2 separate regions of the Mus musculus genome follow, and region 1 is linked to region 2. The links are chromatin contacts, called in public HiChIP or PLAC-seq maps. All regions are on one chromosome and are shown on one strand. The core of a region is the stretch at or near the end of the contact, and the rest is flanking DNA. Distances in the headings are between cores, read along the strand shown. Region 1 overlaps Ptprm (protein tyrosine phosphatase, receptor type, M). Region 2 overlaps Ptprm (protein tyrosine phosphatase, receptor type, M).

The links. HiChIP or PLAC-seq counts read pairs in DNA pulled down with a chosen protein or histone mark.
Region 1: an H3K27ac HiChIP or PLAC-seq map of SST interneurons shows a contact between it and region 2, with 3 times the contacts expected there. The contact joins two enhancer-like sites. A contact is called at or near these places in 2 of 484 Hi-C or Micro-C datasets (nephron progenitors and ventral hippocampal neurons), 3 of 115 datasets of contacts at active chromatin or transcription factors (SST interneurons, differentiating embryonic stem cells and embryonic fibroblasts) and 1 of 9 other capture datasets (embryonic stem cells).

Annotation. Positions count from the first base shown.
Region 1 is chr17:67,119,123-67,122,948 of GRCm38.p6, reverse strand. The region is part of intron 2 of Ptprm (protein tyrosine phosphatase, receptor type, M); the gene reads left to right. Among named protein-coding and RNA genes, the nearest start is that of Mir5709, 95 kb to the right of the region's middle. Within about 2 kb of position 1,953, at least 6 of the 459 cell types and tissues checked have an H3K27ac peak or open chromatin away from gene starts, as enhancers often do. A contact at or near this core is called in SST interneurons, where this site is marked.
Region 2 is chr17:66,669,962-66,673,879 of GRCm38.p6, reverse strand. The region is part of intron 30 of Ptprm (protein tyrosine phosphatase, receptor type, M); the gene reads left to right. Among named protein-coding and RNA genes, the nearest start is that of 1700016K05Rik, 43 kb to the left of the region's middle. Within about 2 kb of position 2,034, at least 7 of the 459 cell types and tissues checked have an H3K27ac peak or open chromatin away from gene starts, as enhancers often do. A contact at or near this core is called in SST interneurons, where this site is marked.

The sequences.
Region 1 (3,826 bases), core at 704-3,203, 450 kb before region 2:
CACTGAGGCCCCTGGAGGGAAAAGAAGGACAAAGAAACAGACAAAAGCAGGATGGGATACAATGACCGATGCTCTAAAAATACTTGCTTGTTTACCTGACCACTAAGGCACTGTGTGTGCATGCACTGTAGCGATATGAAGCGGTCAGAGGGCAGCTCTCAGGGGCTGGTTCTCTCCTTCACTCTGGCAGCCCCAAGGATTGAACTGGGGTTACTGTGCTTAGCAGCTGAGCCATTTGCAGATCCCAGAATGGATGCTTTCCCCAAACAAACAAAGATCCGTTAAGCTACTAATGTAAAGAGAGGTTATAAATGCAAACGTGTAAGTGCAAAGGAAGTCTAGGTATAACATCAAACTGCTAGAAGCCAAAAGCACGAGAAACACAGCCAGCCCGAGAGAGACATGGCTCCTGCAGACTGAGTGCAGCCAAGAGGCTGCCCTAATGTGTCTTACAGTAAGGAGCAGTACCCAGGTCTACAGCAGCCCCTCTGCACGGCTGAGGGAGTCTGCAAGTCAGGGAGCTGAGATCGACAGTCATTGAACAGGTTGAATGTCAGAACATGGTCCAAGGATGGAGTTAAGTGAGGAGATTTCTGACAGGTTGTAAAAATCTCAAGAAACCAAGACAAGAGTCTTGTGACTTGCGTTTCTTTTTTGTTTGTTTGTTTGTTTGGTTTGGTTTAGTTTGGTTTGGTTTTTCGAGACAGGGTTTCTCTGTGTAGCCCTGGCTGTCCTGGAACTCACTTTGTAGACCAGGCTGGCCTCGAACTCAGAAATTTGCCCGCTTCTGCCTCCCAAGTGCTAGGGTTAAAGGCATGCACCACAACAAAAACAAAGACAAACCATAGAGTTGGTCTTGGAATGTGATCTTTGTGCCCCTCCCAGGTGTAGCAAATAGGAGAGACCTTACTTCAGGTTATTCATTACAACTGGCTCTTGTTATCCATGTAAAAGCATGTTTTTGTCACCTGCAGTTTATCCTGGTGATTGTACACTTTACTTGTGTGACTCCGCTTAACCCACAGAGGATAAACTGTCTGATGCTCTGAATAAAGCGGGCTATTGCATGAGACGTTAGTCCACCTTATTCATCAGTCCTGTTCTCTCAGGTCTCATCACCAGCTAGAACAATAAATGGTTCAGCATCATAGGAAAGCAGAACCCTTACAGGTACAGCTACCCTTGTTAGTTATTTGTTGTTGTTGTTGCTGAGACCTAACCTCTTATGGCAGGAAGAATTTACCTGGAGCTCACAGTTTACAGGAATACATCCCATCATGTCTGGGAAGGCATGGGGAAGTGGGTATAGGTTTGCTGGTCACCTTGTGGACGTAGTCAGGAAGTAGAGGTGGCTGCTGGTGGCCAGCATGATTTTTTTTCTTTCCTCCATTTTATTCAGGCTGGGGATTCCAACCCACAGGGTGGTACCACCCACTTTTGGGGTGCACCTTCCCTTCCCTGTTAAACTTCCTGGAAATCCCACTGAAAGACACTCCCAGGGGTGTGATTCCTAGATGACTCCAAATCTATTCCACTTGACAATGACCATTAACTACCTCACGGTATAGCAGCATAATCTCTAAAAATGTGTAAAAGACAAAATATTACCTAAGTTTCTAACTGCGGAATGAGAAAGTTTGCCAAAGGGGGAACAGGCTGAGAATATTGGCAAAATATTGACACAGTCCTTCTTTGGGCAGCTTACAAATACATACCCTGCCATTCTGCTCCAAGTCCCTTCAAAGGAGACTGGTGTCTTTCTGCTGTGTAATTGTGCAGTCAAGCCGTAGATCTATAAGAAAGAGTTGACGTGGGGCAGCCCCTGTGATAATGTGATTTGCTGGCAAGGCACTTTGCTTTTCTGCCAGCGTGCAAACCTTCTGACAGCTCCTTGGCTTCAGGAGTCGCCTGGAAAAGGAAACATATGCAAAAGAGAAGGAGAATTCTGCTTTCCTTCATGTTTTGGTATTCCACACAGCTCATCAGAAATGTACGCATTGGCTGGGGTGTAGCTCCTCAGCAGAACTCCTTCCTGGCATGCTGGAAGCCTTGGCTTTGATTCCCAGTGCCCATACTAAAATCCAACAACCAGTGGATAACCACACAGCCATGATCAGCAGGAACGAGACCCAGAGGGCTGTTAATAATCATACCAAGAGAAAATGATGTCAAGTTTGGAGGAAGATGGACTGATAAGTTTCATGGGGAGTCAGACGGAGCTAGCTAATTGTTAGTGGACGCGACTGAGCACCAGGACAATTGAACTTGGCTTCTCAATATGTATTTTGTTTTGTGAATAGGAGTCACTCAGTGACCGGTAAGAGCATCTCTGTTGGTTAGAAGTGATAGGGGGAACCAAGAGCTTCTGAAATGGAAAACAGGGCTTGAGGCCTTGGGGGGACAGAGTTTAAGAGAGCTCAGAAGAGCATTGTATTGCATACTTGCTCTCTTTGAAGCCACCTTTGTCTACTAAGAGAGAAATAGCTTCAATTGGGGGGGGTAGGTCTTTTTTTTTTTTTTTTTTTCTAATCAGGTTTGTAGCTTTGAACTTCAATGAAAACTGATTTCGTAATTGTTCCTCAGTAGAACTCCATTCTCTCTCTCTGGTTGTCTTTTCAGTCAAAGAAGCCCAGCTAACGAGAGCAGGTGTTGGAGAGAAAGGAGCCATCAAGTGATCTCTCTATCTGTTGAACCTAGACTACAGAACTGAGAGTCGCTGAATTGGCCATTTGTTAGCATGTACTCCAGGATTTACACACACACCCCCACCACCACCAATCCTTCACAAAACACAAAATTTAAGCGACAATACCACAGATGATGAAAGAAAGCCATTCCTAAGGTAAAGGATGTGATAGATGGAAGTCGTGCTTCCAAATGAGCGGCTGTGTGCTGTTTTCTAGGAACTCACTCTCCTCCTCTGCTGAGTGAGTGCTGTGTTCAGTCACAGAGATGTGGGGGGGGGACACAGGAGCACACCAGGGGGAGAGCTCTGTGCAATTCCAGTTCTGCTCCAAGACCCCCCCCCCGCCTCTTCCGTGCAGGTCAGAAATAATGACAGGCTGCTAGTCTCCTTCTTTACATTTCTACAGAAGTTCTTACCTTTAATAAGAATTAATTGAATTATCCATCAAAAATCCTGAAAGATTTCATAAAAAATATGTAAGAGAAAAAAATTATACAGAGAGAGAGAGAGAGCCAGCGAGAGAGAGAGAGAGTGAGAGAGCATCCAATCTCATTTTGCTGGAAACTCCATTAGGAAACAGAAGCTTGTAGTATAAGATCCTGGCACTGTTTCAAAATGCAGGTACCAGAACCAAAATATTCTTTGACTGGCTCCCTAACCTTAAGATACTACTTAAGGATGGATCTAATATCTAGAATTGCACACACCGGATTGTTAGCAGTTGGTCATCTGTGAGGCATGAAATTGAAAGTCGACAGAGTCCTCATTATTGCTGGATTTTTTTTGACCCCTGTCCCTCAGGGGTTAAACCTGTCGGTTGCTGCTTATATCAAAACATGTATCTGCATTTCTATAGCTCACCCCCCTGTCTATTTAAATAGTCCCTAGATTATTTATAGTACACAAGGCAATATAAATATTATAGAAATAGTTACTAAACCACATTTTCCAGAGAAGAGTGATTTTTAAAAGTCTGGCATGTTTAAGATAGATACATTTGTTTTTCTGAATAATTTTGATCTATGGCCAATGGGCCTTCTGCTGTAGAACTCCCAGACATGGAGACCCCATCTGAGTATGGTCGTCTTCCTCTCGCTGCAGAGAGCAGCTGTTCCCCTGCCCTCTGAGTGTGTCTTTGTT
Region 2 (3,918 bases), core at 785-3,284:
AAAACTGGCCTTTCAGGGAAATACACACCCTGGTCTTGAGCTATATGTCAGTCAGGACTTCCTACTTCTTGAAATCCAGGTAAGACTGGCCAGGTTCATGTATAAAATGGGGGCATGACCACCCCTAAGGTATGGATGAGATTTTTATTTTAGATGTGAGGGAGAGTACAGCCAGAGGCATCTGGGGGTGGGGGGGGGGGGGGAAGGGAAGAGAAGGGACCATAAGAGAGAGGCAGGAGGGCAAAGAGAACCAGAAGGACACAGGGCTGCAATGACAGGGTCATATAGGAATCAGAAGCTGTAGGAAGGGAAGCCCATGGACTGGGGAAGTTTAGGATAGGAGGCATGGTAATAAGAGCTGAGAGAGCCCGCATGCCATCACTGGACTCTAACACGGTGGTTCTCAACCTTCTGAATGCTGTGACCCTTTAATGCAGTTCCTCATGTTGTGGTGACCCCCACCCATGAAGTCATTTGTCACCAATTCATAACTGTAATTTCGCTGCCGTTATGAATCATAATGCAGAGGTCTGTGTCTTAGGTGACCCCTGTGAAAGGGTCATGACCAAAGCCATCATGGCCCGCATGCTGAGAACCACCGTCCTAGAAGTCAGCAGGAGCTTTGTTGTGCTAGTAGGCACCATAGTTAGCCATATATCTGGAATTTCCTTTGGACCTGACAATCCGCACCCAAATAGAGGTCCCCTGTTCCTTCTCAGTTCCCACAAGAAACGTAGGAACTTCCGAGCTTAGTCATCATTGACATCCAACACCCGCAACTGCACCATGAAAGCCTACTTCAGACATCATGCCTCGTTTAGTGCTGGGCACCGGGTGCTAACTGAAGCACACATCAGGTGCCGTCATCACCCCTCACGTCCTTCCTCTGTAAAATGGGGCCATGTGTTCTATCATCCCATGGTACAAAAAGTTCTGACTAGGTGACATCATGCATCTAGGAAGTAAAATAGTGCTTATGAAGGAAGGGCTGGAGGGGAGAGGGGGTGGTGGCCGACCACCACAGGGTTTCTCCACTGGCTGGAGAACTGCCGGGATTCGCCTCGTGTTCATGCTCGAGTCTGTAACTATTGAAAACCATGGAACTCCATCACAGTTACAGCTAATTCAATTCCGGGGTCTGGCTGGGCAGTGCCCATCCTATACTATACAACAGAGGGAGCCTTCCAGTTAACAGGCAGGAAAGAAGAGCAAGAAGAGCCTATCAGGCATCTCAGGTTAAGTCCCAGGGGCTGCCTTGTTTCACATCAGCTCAGGTAACAGTGGCCCTCAGCAGTCACTTGCCCATTTCAAGGTTCAGTGTGTGTAATACGTAGCCATTTTGTTTCTGACACTTGAGGGCAAGGTCTCACCCTCTGTAGCCATCTGTTGAGCAGTGCCGAGGATTGACCAGTCTCCCTGGCACTGGTCACCAAAGTGACCTGCTGGGAACCAACTATCACCATCCACCCACAGATATTTGCAGGCAGGATCCTGTTCAGCTTCCTAGCTGGAAGGTTTTCTCAGCCTGAAGGGCACTGTTGTCACTGTGAAACTTGTCCAAGTTTCAAACAGGCACCTCTGGGAGGGAAGCTGGCATCAGGTACGTTGGGCAGATTATCCCCTTTGAATCTTGAGCAGTTGACAGGAGGCGTTTGAAGTGCCCAGACTGACTGCAGCCCTCCTCAGCTCCTTCAGCACAGGCAATGTGTACTGACAGAGGCAGAGTGCCCACCCTTCAAGGGATACCTCGGAACTAACCTCGGGAGCCTTGTGGCTCTCTCTCGCACTCAGCCAGCGACCTGCCAGGAGCTTTAAAGAATGACCTCAGCTTTGGGTTCCATTTCAGAAGTCACCTTCTCCCTCCTCGCAGTGTCAGTGGCGGTCAGCATCAGAGACTCTTGAGATGAATTGTGAGTGGTCCTGATGGGACTAGGACCTTGCCGAGCCCCTGCTCCGGGCAGTGCACTCCATGCCTGCAGCCATGCTCTGGAAGACTCGGGATCACGGCATGTTTTGATTCCTGAAGCACAGGGATAGCGCGCGCGGCTTAATTATACCATTCAGAAGCAGGGTTCTGAGCGAGGAAACCACACCAGACAGAGCTGTACCTGGTGATCAAGTGTAATCAGTTTCCAATGTAGGAAAATTTGAGGCATTTACCCAGGTGCTTGGAGGAGGGGACACTGCAATTTGTGGCCTTTCTTTTGCCTTCCCCTTACTTTTACAATTCAGAAACTGGTCATCACAGAATCGGTGAGGATTGGCAGTTTGCACAGGCGGATGTGCTGCGAGAAGGGGGGGACTCGTTTTGAAAATTACAGTCATGCCTAAGACAGGGCAGCTCTGGTGACTTCCGGGCAATAGAGCACTAGCCTAGAAACCTTAAATCCTCCTGAGTCTCCGCCCTCTGTCGTGACCCTGAGGCAGCAGCCACAAGCACCCACTAACCACCTTTGAATGTGTTCAAAGAACCATTTGTGGTAGTCACCGAGACTAATTGCCCAGTTAGATCTGAAAAGAATCATTTTTATGCAATGAGGGATTACATTTCCATAAAAGAAAAATCATCCCTAGGATTCAAAACTGGAGAAATGATTGGAGCACTTGGTGGCCAATTTGTCAGGCACAGCAATCTGACAATGCAGCCTTTTAGAATTCTAAAATCCAAATTACTTCTTTTTAAACACTCCGAAAATAAAAGCATCCTGCAACTAAAATAATCAATCATAGAATGCAAAACCAGAAATAGAACTTTGCCGGGGGCAAGTGATGGTGTTTCCAGTTCAAGAGTTTAAAAAAAATAAAAGCAACCACAAAGAGAAAAGGTTAGAGGACAGACCCCTCGAAAGACACTTCCCATTCACCCCCACATCCCACACTGCTGTCAGGACTCTGTGTGAACAACACAGAGGGCCGCACAGGTCCCACTGCTGTCCACCGTGAATCGTGTGGACAGGCACCACTGATGCTGGAGGACAGGAGTGACAGGCCTCCCATACCACTGGATCTTCCAATCCCAGAAGCCATTGCTGGTGCTGTCACTACAGTGCCAGAGGACACGTGCCACATCAATTGGAGATACTATAGGTGAGTACTCTGTAGCTGTTTTCAGACACACCAGAAGAAGGCATTGGATCCCATTACAGATGCTTGTGAGCCACCATGTGGTTGCTGGGAATTGAGCTCAGGACCCCTAGAAGAACAATCAGTGCTCTTAACCACTGAGCCATCTCTCCAGCCCAGAGCTACTATTCTTACAGTAGTAGCCGCACACAGAGTGCCCCATACCCTCTACTGGCTGCACCAAGCCTACTTCTACTACTACAGAATCTCCATTCTTATGTGGCCACCAGACTGTGAGTCTCTGACTCTGCCAAAGGTCACTCATCCCAGCCAAAGACGCTCTATAGAGGCTTCCTACACTGAGGTGCCCCTGAAGAAAGAGGGCCATCATTGCAGCATACAGCATGCATAAACTGATACCCCCACGACACTCCTGGAGAATATCCCTAGAAGACCAGAGTGTTAGAGATACCTGACGTTTCTCTCAACACAAGAGCACAAGAAATAGTGATAAATATAAGATACCTTCCAGAGAGCATCACTGTCCAATAATGGCTTCCAGTGAAGTTTAAATGGCCAAATGCCTGATATGGGAAATAAAGGAATAATGGGATCAGTGAAGCCCAAGAGGATATAGATAGTTCAATAAGATGCTCAGGATATGAATGAGAACATCAGAGGAGAGAGAGAGAGTTTGGAAAGAGAACCAAATGGAAATCCCCTAGAAGAGCTCAGACAAATATATCGCTGAAGCCTCGGCATCAGACTAGAAGGGAGGAAAGACTCCGTGGTAGTGAAAGGACCTTATCTTTCCTATCGATAGATTTTCACTAAGCCAGCCAGGCTACCTTTGAC